Regions from separate parts of the Mus musculus genome. Here region 1 is linked to region 2. The links are chromatin contacts, called in public promoter capture Hi-C maps. All regions are on one chromosome and are shown on one strand. The core of a region is the stretch at or near the end of the contact, and the rest is flanking DNA. Distances in the headings are between cores, read along the strand shown.

The links. Promoter capture Hi-C pulls out the DNA fragments that hold promoters and counts their contacts.
Region 1: a promoter capture Hi-C map of macrophages shows a contact between it and region 2, with 7 read pairs. The contact joins the enhancer-like site here to the promoter of Ccr1 in region 2. A contact is called at or near these places in 3 of 39 promoter capture datasets (the HPC-7 cell line, macrophages and neutrophils), 2 of 484 Hi-C or Micro-C datasets (bone marrow-derived macrophages and nephron progenitors), 5 of 115 datasets of contacts at active chromatin or transcription factors (CD8 T cells, the HPC-7 cell line, microglia and 1 more) and 3 of 9 other capture datasets (adipose tissue, embryonic stem cells and liver).

What each region holds. Positions count from the first base shown.
Region 1 is chr9:124,065,837-124,071,375 of GRCm38.p6, forward strand. No RefSeq gene overlaps it. Among named protein-coding and RNA genes, the nearest start is that of Ccr2, 34 kb to the right of the region's middle. Within about 2 kb of position 3,030, at least 112 of the 459 cell types and tissues checked have an H3K27ac peak or open chromatin away from gene starts, as enhancers often do. A contact at or near this core is called in CD8 T cells, the HPC-7 cell line, adipose tissue and 4 more, where this site is marked.
Region 2 is chr9:123,967,108-123,972,510 of GRCm38.p6, forward strand. Ccr1 (chemokine (C-C motif) receptor 1) reads right to left here and starts at 1,585. Exons shown (of 2, transcript NM_009912.4): 1 at 1,188-1,585.

The DNA of each region.
Region 1 (5,539 bases), core at 1,780-4,279, 100 kb after region 2:
ACTTAGACTGTGGTGTTCAGCAAAATATGTTATGTGTCCCCTCTATATCAGGCTTGGTAGCTAGAGTGAGGACTGTGTTCCAGACTCTCCTAACACTCCTACTGCAGAATTATTCTTAAAAGTCCTGAAAGAGTGTGTTGTATTAGCTGGCTGACTCTTGTCATTCTAAGGATTCCCTGGGATAGTATGTTTCCTTTAGTTTTGCTTTAGTTCAAATTGAAATCTATTTTGTGGAAAATGTAAAGCAATATCTTGAGGGAAATTAATAGTAACAAATTCTATATTATGAAGGAAAAGGGCTTCTACCTAAAATTACAAAAACAAGTCAGACCAAATCCAATATGAACAGAAAAAAGGAAATGATAAAGATCTGAAGTCAATGAGCTGAAAAACAAACCTCAAAATAAAAGTTGGTAAAACAAAAAACTGATTTTCTGAGATAATCAATGAAACTGACAATATTTTTGCTGAACTGATTAATTTATCCTAAACTATATAAAAGCAGAAATACAGGAATTAGAAATGAAAGCAGCAACATCACTGTGGATCCTTCAATCCAAAGGGTTTACTGGTGGGAAGCTGTGAGCAATTTTAGAACAAATTAGGTAACTTAACTATAAGTTAACTTCTTGAAAAATACCAAAACCAAAACTCACAAAAAATTAATGTGATAAATAGCTCCAAATCTATAAAAGAAACCAAAATGTTATTTAAAAACCTTCCTGTGAGCAAGATACATAAGCAAATTATTTTAAAGAAAACACCAAGTTTTCAGAAAGTCTTCAAAAAAAAATTCATCAGTAGAGAGCACTTCTAACTTACTCTATGAGACCTGGTAGGAAAAAAAAAATCACATGAGCATAGTACAGAAAAATAGAATCAATAACCTTTCTGAATGTGACTGATGTATAATTCAAACTTGTGCATAAATAGAAACTTCATTCTATTACAAAGAGTGTAATTGTAGCACTGTTGCTATCCCTTCCCATGTTAAGCCTACCCTTTTCATCCAAAAACATACTTTATGCAGGGTGATAAATAGGAGTCTATTTGCATTCTTCTACATGTAGACATCCAGTTAGACTAGTGGTATTTGTTGAAGATTTTTCAGGCAAATGGATATAACTTGAAAACATCATGCTGAGTGAGGTAAGCCAGTCCCAAAAGGATATGCATGGTATGTACTCACTTATAAATGGATATTAGACATAAAATACAGGATACCCATGATGCACTCCACAGACCCAAAGAAGCTAAACAAGAAGGAAGGCACAATAGAGGATGCTTAAATCTCAGAAGGGGGGGGGAAGAATAGTCATAAGAAGCAGATGGAGGGAGAGATCTGGGTGAGAGAGGGGATGGGAAGGAGAATGGGGGCAGTGTCAGGATCAAGGGAAAGGGGCAGGAAAGATTGCCAGATGGCCATAAAAATGAATGGAAATCTGCAACTGACAGGGTAGGGGCATCTCCAGGATGTGACAGAGACCAGGAATAAGGGAGGTGCCCAAGAATCAATGAGGCTGATCTTAGCTGTGACCCACAGCTTTGAGGATATGGAACCTGAAGCCAAGCAGAAACCTCAGTGGCATGAAAGGGACATCAACTCACCAACAAAACTTTCGACCCCAAATTTATCCTGTGTACAAGAAATGCAGGAACATGGGATGGAGCAGAAACTGAGGGAATGGCCAACCAATAACTGACCCAACTTGAGACATAACCCACAGGCAAGCGCCAATCCCTGACACTTAATGATACTGTTATTCTTGCAGACAGGAGTCTATCATGGCTGTCCTCTGAGATGTTTCACCCAGAAGCCAACTCAGGCAGATTAAGACACCCACAGACAAACAGTGGATAGAGCTTTGGGGACTCTTATGGAAGAATGGGGGAAAGATTGCAGGCCTGAAGGGAATAGGAACTCCACAAGAAGTCCAACAGAGTCAACTGATCTGAACCCTTGAGGTTTTCAGAGACTGAACCACCAACCAAAGATCATACACAGGCTGAGCCTAGGCCTCCCTGAACATATGTAGCAGATGTGGTTTCCAAGCAACTACAACTGGAGCTGTTACCTGTCTACAGAATATGTTCTAGCTGGGCTGCCTTGTCTGACCTCAGTGGGAGAGGAAACACCTAGCCCCTCAGAGATGTAATGTGCTAAAATGGAGTTTGGGAGGGGATACACAGGGGGACGTCACCTGATCAGAGAAGGGGGGAGGATGGAAGGAAGGTTTGTGGGAGGAGTGAAAAAAGAGAGGCAGTAGATGGGACACAAAGTGAATAAGTAAAAGATAAATTAAATTTAAAAAGAAAAGAAAAAAGAACATACTTTTTGAGACTAGACAGTCTTACATCTCTTTCTTTGTAGTGTTTCAGTTCTCAGCATGAACAAATTCATTACTGAAAGAGATACAAATTGGGTAATTTCATAATTTTAGAACAAGAAAAAATAGATGTTGGATACATTACTAAATGTATGCTACAAACCAGTTCCTTATTCCTGGTATTGGAGTAATAACTTCCTTTTTTTTCATTTAATTATGCTTTGTGAAGGCCGAGGTCTAAACAGAATCTACTTCAGGTGGGATACCTTACTAGTAGGCTCATTCCAAGAGTGTTTAAAGCTGAAGATATCAGAGTCATATAGCAAAGTGTTTTCATATTTCTCATGATTCTGACGGTTTAGATTAAGTCCTTGACATAAAAGGAGTGGGAGGTCAGAGGAAGTGAGTCATTTCTGCTCAAAGCAAGTTGTGGCTTCTAGTAAGGAAGGGCAAAATGAGCACCTCCCTTCTGTGGCATGTAAGATATATGGATCTGAGGATATAGAACTCACAAACATTGGAATATAATGGGACTAAAGAAGGAGAGGTTTGTGTTATGGATGGGGAGAGACATGCCTCTTCTCCAAATTCCCTCCCATCCCAATCACAACAGCAGCCTTGTTTCTTGTACCCTGAAAAAGGAACCCATGTGGGCCACAGGTAGAGCAAGCAAGCAATCAAAGTTATTTTGGCAGCTGAGAAAGCAAAAGCAAAGTATACTCCTGAAAATGGAAGGCAGATTCAGCTGAGCAGCAATGGGTAGACCTGGCTGTGGAAGCCTTTGTCCATCATTTCTATTCCCCTTGTTTATTCCTTGGGCTGTTGGTGGTGGTTTCCTTCCTAGAATAGGTGGAGACTTTCTTAGAAGCCAACTTACTCACAATTCAGTATGTTACAATTGGATGTAGTAGTATGTATAAAGGTGTAACTATCTATAAAGTAAAAAAAATGTTTTCAGAAAGTACAACACTGTTCCTGGCAGGTGTTCCTCACAGGTCTTTCATGGGAGCTGGAGCCTGATGAGACTAACTTTGCTCTTTTTAATTGGAGCCCTAGTTTTCACCTTCCCTCTTTTCTTGTCAACATGGCTGTACTATACCAGGTATAACCCATCTTATTTATCTTCCATGTTGTTTCCAATATTTTGGTTTTACCCTAAAATCTGGTTTTACCTTAATAGTTGTGGATGACACTGCTGTGTTATAGGCCCTGGCATGTGTGGTAGTTTGAATATGCTTGGCCCAGGGAGTGACACTATTAGGAGGTGTGGCCTAGTTGGATTAAATGTGTCATCGCGGGTATGGGCTTTAAGACCCTCACCAGTTATGCCTGGAAGCCAGTCTTCTGTTTGCCTTGGGAAGGAAATGTAGAACTCTCAGCTCCTGCTTGAACACTGCCATGCTCCTGCCTTGATGATAATGAACTGAACCTCTGACTTTGTAAATCAGCCCCAACCAAATGTTGTCTTTTATAAGAGTTGCCTTGGTCATGGTGTCTGTTCACAGCAGTAAAACACTAAGACAATATGTCAAAGGAAGATGAATTTCTCTTTTTACTACAGAACACATGAGTATGCTTTGTACGCTTGTAATATTAGTTTATTTGAAGATTAGTTTATTTGAAGATTAGTTTATTTGAAGATTAGTTTATTTGAAGACAGGAAGATCATGAGTTCAAGGCTAGCCAAGGATACCCTATCTCAAAGAAAAAACCCCAACAATAACAAAAAGATTATGTATCAAAACTTTTCCTTTGTTTCCTTTGAGTTATAGATTATGATCATGGAAAAAGCATAAAAGACAGATCTTGGAAAAGTATCAACTAGGCATTTCAAAATACTTGTGAAAACTTTTAATGGATACACATTCTTTTTTCTATGCTGGTTTAACAGATATTGATCTGAATAAATCTTTTATATGAATCTATAAGTGAGAAAAGCCTGTGCTTTCTTTGAGCTGCTATTCAAGTCTCCCATCAACATTGAGATGCTAACCTATTCATTCACATTATCTTTTTTCCCCAAGTTTCCCACGGATGGAAACTATCATACTCACCTGACTCAGACAGAGCACCTGACTCAGTGTAACTAGTCCAAGAGGAGTACATTATAAAAATATGTGTCTTATTATTTCTGTAAGAGTGTGATCTCCAGGTAATTTGTTTCAATTATCCCTTTATTATTTCTTGAACAAAGCCTTGAGTTTTACTTGACAAGAATCCATGGTTGACTTAGCATTGTGCACCTATATCACGAGTGTTCAAACCACAGATCACACATAGCCCTGTTTGCTAATTGGATGGAGAAAAATCAGCCTCACTGCTTTTCACAGTGGATGAAGAGCTTTACTACATTCTTGAAGGCTACTGCCTAGTTCCTGAGGCATCTAATATTATCCAATTTGTGCAGTGGTTCTTAGACCTTAATATGGATCAGAGCCACGGTGGTACTAAATTTGAGGTCACAGTCTGTGTTCCAAGAAGCCACATAGGCCTCCAATCTTCAATACAACAATCATAACAACCAAATTAATAGCAAAAAATGAATTAAATTTAAAACTACAAAAATATATATTCTATTGGCTATACTGGGAAGCAGGACAAAGAGATCCAGTGACCTCTAGCGAAATCTGTTACTTTAAGGTCCTAAAGTAACATTAAAGTTTAGAGGTATAGTCATATGTAAGTAGTCCCAGTTTGGTCTTGCTCACAGGGCTGACCTTCATTCTCTCCTGCAAGGTGGTCTGAAAAGTGGTCAGCAGTATGTGTAATCTCTTTTCTGGTAGGCAAGTGCCTCCTCTGACTGGCACCAGATTTTAGGTTTTCTCTTTCCCAGAATAAACTTGCTGGAGGAATTGCATGGAGTTTTCTTTTTGGAGTCTGTTATTTTAATAGTCTGACAGCCAAATAAAGGGTACAAGTGTCTCTTCAAAATTTATCTGTTCCTGATGGACTGACTACAATAGATAACTACAGATTTATACTCTGAAAGTGATAAAGCCTCTTTATTCTTCACATGATTTTTATATCCACCCAAATTAAAGTACCTTTTGGTGTAGAGCTCAGCCTTGTTCATATCATTCCATCATGAAAAAAATTTCTAAGTATATTGCTATAAATAAGACAAAGCTACTTTCAGGAAACAGCTTCTATTCTCTGAGAAGACAAGTTGGTCCTGCAAAAACTCAGTGTTGTCCCAAAAGCCAGGAGTTCTA
Region 2 (5,403 bases), core at 335-2,834:
GCTAAGGAGACATGACCTGGGCTGTGATTGGAGGAGAAAGCAAAGGCCCATTTTGCCATTGACCTTCCCAGGCCTGTGAATAGTTTCTTGTAGAAGTCTGCCCCAGGTGCCTTGCACAGTGCTCATGTAGATCCCCATAGCCTGGACTCTACTAGTGTCCTGTAGCCTGCTCATTTGTGAAGTGTCTGGGAAGAGATGATAAGAAGTATCCAGGCCCAAGGGGAAGCCAGATGATTATTGTGGCTCAAAGAGTCAGTTGTGTGCATCTGTTCACTCTGCACACATGTCAACTTGCAAGTTTCTACCATAGATATCAACAAATAGTACCAACCATGGTTTTCGTTTTTAGGGAGAGGCCAGTATTGTTCACTTTCTAGCATTTTACTACTTAGGCCTTCCTCACTGAATAACCCAGTCCTGTCTCTCATGCATCCTAATGCAAGGCCATTGCTACATAATTCCTTCAGTATCCTAGAGCTTCTTGCTATTTGTTGTACAGAGGCAAACTGTCTATGAAAATCTAAGGGTTTCTTGTTCTTTGAAAATTTATAGTTGTCCCTTCTCTCTCCAACTCATGAAATTAAAGCAAAATAGGTATTTGTTAGTGTCAGTCCTACACATCTCTTTTCATCATAAAACCAACATACACCATGTTAGAATACAACAATTGCAGTCTAAAATTCCATCTACTTGCTACTTCTTGAGGGTGAATTTTCTCCTTCTCCAAGACAGTAGTCCCATTTTTGTAATTTTAGTTTTACTCTTAAGAAATTGGTTCAGAATTTTGTCACTCTTGCATTTGCAATGATTTTTCTTACTAACATATAGTCTCTTGTTACCATTTCTTTATATGTTGCATTTTGTTGCTATTTGGCGAAGTTTCATAAAGACAACTATAAAAATAACTTTCCACGAAGGCATTTCTTGTCTCTTTATGCTGGTTTACTCTCTTAATTAATCATCGATAACAAATTCCTCAATATCACTGAGCATCCAGCCTTAATAATACGTCCAGCATTGTCATCATTTCCCAAGTATTAACTGCTTTACAGATGCAACAATGGGCTACATAGGCTCCATCTGGTTCTCAAAGCATTATCCAATGTTGAAGATCCCAGAACTGCACTCATAACTTAAGATTGCCTTTCACAGTACCTGGCGGCATAGAAATGACAAACATCACTTACTGTGTTTCCAGAGTATTTTGTCCACACAGACTTTGTTTCTGGGCCTTTGAGGATCTTTATGAATTCAAGGTTCAAGGTCCCAACCTAGTAGGAAGTTCTTGGCTTCCTGTATGATGATGGAGATTAGACTCTGGTTTTATAGTCTTTCAGAATGACAAGAATGGTGTAAAGTTCTTCTTTTTTATGGTTGGCTGCCTATGAAGCACTACAGTGCTCACCAGTGGCCAATTCCTGGGGTCCAAGTTCACTAAAGTGTTCTGTCTTTCCTCTCTGCTCCAGTTCCAGTAAAGTTCCAGTCTTCTCAGAGGTAGCTCTGCCCTACAAGAATTGTGTAGGGAGGGGTTGGATGGAGTTGAGTTGAACTCTGTGTGTGACAATGAGCTGTTCCTAGGACTCATGGAGCAATTGATGTGTGTGGGCGTGTAAATGTAGGGCTAGTCATAGAGTTCTTGTGGTCAGTGAGGAGCCTCCCCCTTCTAAAGATTGCAAATGGAAAGGTCTAAACCAGAACTCATATCCTGTTCCTCAAAATCATCTGGCTAATGAATGAGGACCTCCAGAGGCATCCCCTCTCTTTGGAGATCTATATCTAAGTTATTTCTATTTGTACTCTAACTGCTCCACATACCTTTCTTCTGCTCCCAAATCCTTTCCCCACCAACCCTCAAGGAATGTTTTTCTCTCATGATATCTGGCACGAGAGAGCACAATACAGGCTGTTTTCCCTTGTTTTTCTGATATGAATGGTGTGTATGCTTTTAATAATCAGCATTAAACAGGCAGAGGCAGGAGGATTTCTGTGAGCTCCAGGACAGCCTGGTCTTCCTAGTGAGTTCCAGGACAGTCAGGACTACATAGTAACCCTTGTCTCAAAAACAAGAAGAAGAACAACAACAACAAAAAACAAATAAAGAAATCATACAAAAAAACCCCATCGACTATTTTCAGGGTAATATGGCTGTAGATTCCCCTTTCCTTCTTGATACTTTTGGTTTATGTATGCACTGGCCAGACATGGTCACATGAGTGCAGAGCCCAACACCTTTCTACACCTCTTTGAGTCTTGGGTCTAATACTGTCCACTTTGGCTAATGGCAGGTGCATGAGGTAGAAGAGAATATGAAGAATATCAGAGGGTCTGGCTCAATAAAAAAGAAGCCAGAAATACATATTGGGAAAAAGACAGCATCTTCAACAAATGATTCTAGTCAAACTGAATGACTGCATGTAGAAAACTGCAAATAGATCCATACTTATCACCCTGTATAAAACTCAACTTCAAATATTTCTAAGACCTCAACATCAGGCCAGATACACTGTGATAGAAATGTGGGAAATAGGTTGAACTCACTGGCACAGGAAAAAACTTTCTGAACAGAAGGTGATAGCACAGGTACTAAGAACAACATGCTGCTGAGTATGTGAGTAAGGGGAACTCTCATCCATTGCTGGTGGAAGGGCAAAAACTTGTACAACCACAGTGAAAATCAGTGTGGTGGTTTCTCAGGAAGCTGGGAATCAGTCTATCTCAAGATTCAACTATTCCACTCTCGGGCATATATCTAAAGAACTCTTCATCATATTATAGAGACACTTGCTCAACCATGTTCATTACTGCTCTATTCATAATAGTCAGAAATAGAAACAACTTAGATGTTCATCAACAAATAAATGGATAAGGAAATGTGATAAATTTACACAATAGAATATTGTACAAATCAGCCATTAAAAATGAAAATTTCAGACAGAAGGAGCTAGAAAAAAATCAGCCTGAGTGAGGTAACACAGGCACACAAAGACAAATATAGTAGGTATTCAGGTAGATGAGAATTTAGCTGTTAAATCATTGATAATCAGGCTATAATCCATATAACCAAAGAGGTTTGTATAGAGTAAGGGAGTATGGGAAAGGGATGGATTACTCTAGGAAGGGGAAATATAATGGACAGGTATGGATGGATGAGGGCTGGGCTGGAATAGGAGGATCAAATGTGGAGGGGGGAGGGAAGAGGGAATTGAGGAGTGATATGGGGATGGACATCAACAGCTAAGGGTTATTTGGGAGGCCATATGGAAACCTAATATAGTAGAATTTCCCCAAAATATATACACATATTAAGTTGATCTAAATAAAATTGCCAAATAACGGGAAGACAGAATCCCAGATGTACATCTCTTATCACCAAATGAAGCTTCCAGTACCTGGAAAGGTTTACATATAATTGAGTTGTTGACTAAAGGGGTCTCATGGAAACTCCCAAATAGCCCAGTCTATTCCCAAGGTTATTGGCTGCTCTCTACCAACTGTCAGGAAGACTCTATTTCTCAAGACCACACCTACACAACTCATTGAATATGGCTGGAGTCTACCTAAATGGACTATCTCAATGGACTGATACACCACAATGTTCATAATACTGGAAGGTACCCTGCAAGGTAAAAAACAACATGCTACAAACCTTTCGATTTGCAATGGTGATGTGCCTGCAAGATCAATGGTGGTTGATTACTTGTGGGAGTACCCAACCAAGATGTGGTTTAATTTAAGGCTTACTCCACAACCCATACCTGACTTTGCTCTGGTGGTTAAGAACCTGAAACTAAATAGGCCCAGGATCTAGGGGAAAACAAAATACTAATGTTTTGCCAAAGTAGTGGTTCTCAACCTGTGAGCGCTTTGGGTTTGAATGACCCTTTGACAGGGGATGCATATTAGATATCCTGTATATCCAGTATTTACATTGCAATTCACAAAAGTAGCAAAATTACAGTTATGAAATAGCAATGAAATAATTTTGTGGGCTAGGGGGTCACCACAACATAAGGAATTGTATTAAAAAGTAACAGCATTAGAAAATGGAGAACCACTATGCTAAGGGAACATAGCAAAGTGACTTCTATTGACATTTTGCTATACTTATAGATCTGTACTCAGCAATCTTCAGAGAAACTCCCTCTTGCACCAGATGGGAATAGACAGATCATGTGCAGAAAGTGGGAAATCCTAGAACACTCGGCCCTGAATGGGATGTTTTCACCAACTCCTTCTCCTCAGGGCTCAGGGAATTCTGCAGAAGAGGAAGCAGAAAGAGTGTCAGAGCCAAGGAGATGGAAGACCACAAGTAAACAAAGCTAGAACCACAGAATGACCAACACACATATGAACTTACAGAGACTGTAGTTACATGTACAGAACCTGCAGGGATCTTTGCCAGATGTGGTCCTAGAGGTGAAAGGTGAAGTAGACACATGACCCCACTTCTAATCCAGAAGCTGTCTCCAATTGATAACCACTTGAAAATAAAGTTTTCTTCAAAGGAGTCTCGTGGGGGAAACAAACCATTAAGGGTAGGTCCTCGTGCTCAGCAGTAGATGAACAACTCAACATGAACTCAGTTGGCATCTTTGGAGGTTCTTTGTCTCATAATGTTGTGTCAGGACATTCATTTAATCATCTATTTACCTTGTAGGCCCTTTGCATATACAATATGGCTTCTGATTTTGTGTTTTTGTGGGATTCTTGTGTGTGTGGACAAATGCGTCTCCATGTGCTTCTTGCGGTGTTTCTTTGGTTTTTTTTTCTTATTTTTGTTTGTATACTATTCTGACTTGTTTGTTTTTGTTTTATCTTATTTTATTTTTATTATTATTACTTAGATGCTTATTTTCTTAGTAATGAAAGACAGAAAGAGTATAGGTACAGACAGGAGTGGAGGTGGGGAGCAGCTGGGGAGAATTTGGGTAGAAGAAACTATAATCAGAATATATTATATAAAATATTTTCAATAAAAAAGAATAAAGTTCAAACAATAGTGATTCTGGTGATATCACAACAATGACCATCCCTTCTCCCATTATTATATGTCTGAGAAGTGGGCATTCTCCTGACCTTCATCACTGCAAAGTGGCATTTTAGAAAGTATAAACGATAATGTGCTTTGAAAATGTCCACTGGTCAGTGAAGTGGGGGTTTTAACTCAATATTGTAGGTTATGCAGACTGAGGACTTTTTCAGAGACTTCTATTTAGGTGAAACTGAGATCTTGAATAGCTCACAGAAAATAATTTCAGGATGAGTTGGTTTGAAGCAGTTTGAATATAAGAAAAAAATTCATATAATGAGGACAGGCTGAGCCAGCTCTGGCTTCTCTATTGTCTTAGTCAGGGTTTCTATTCCTGCACAAACATCATGACCAAGAAACAAGTTGGGGAGGAA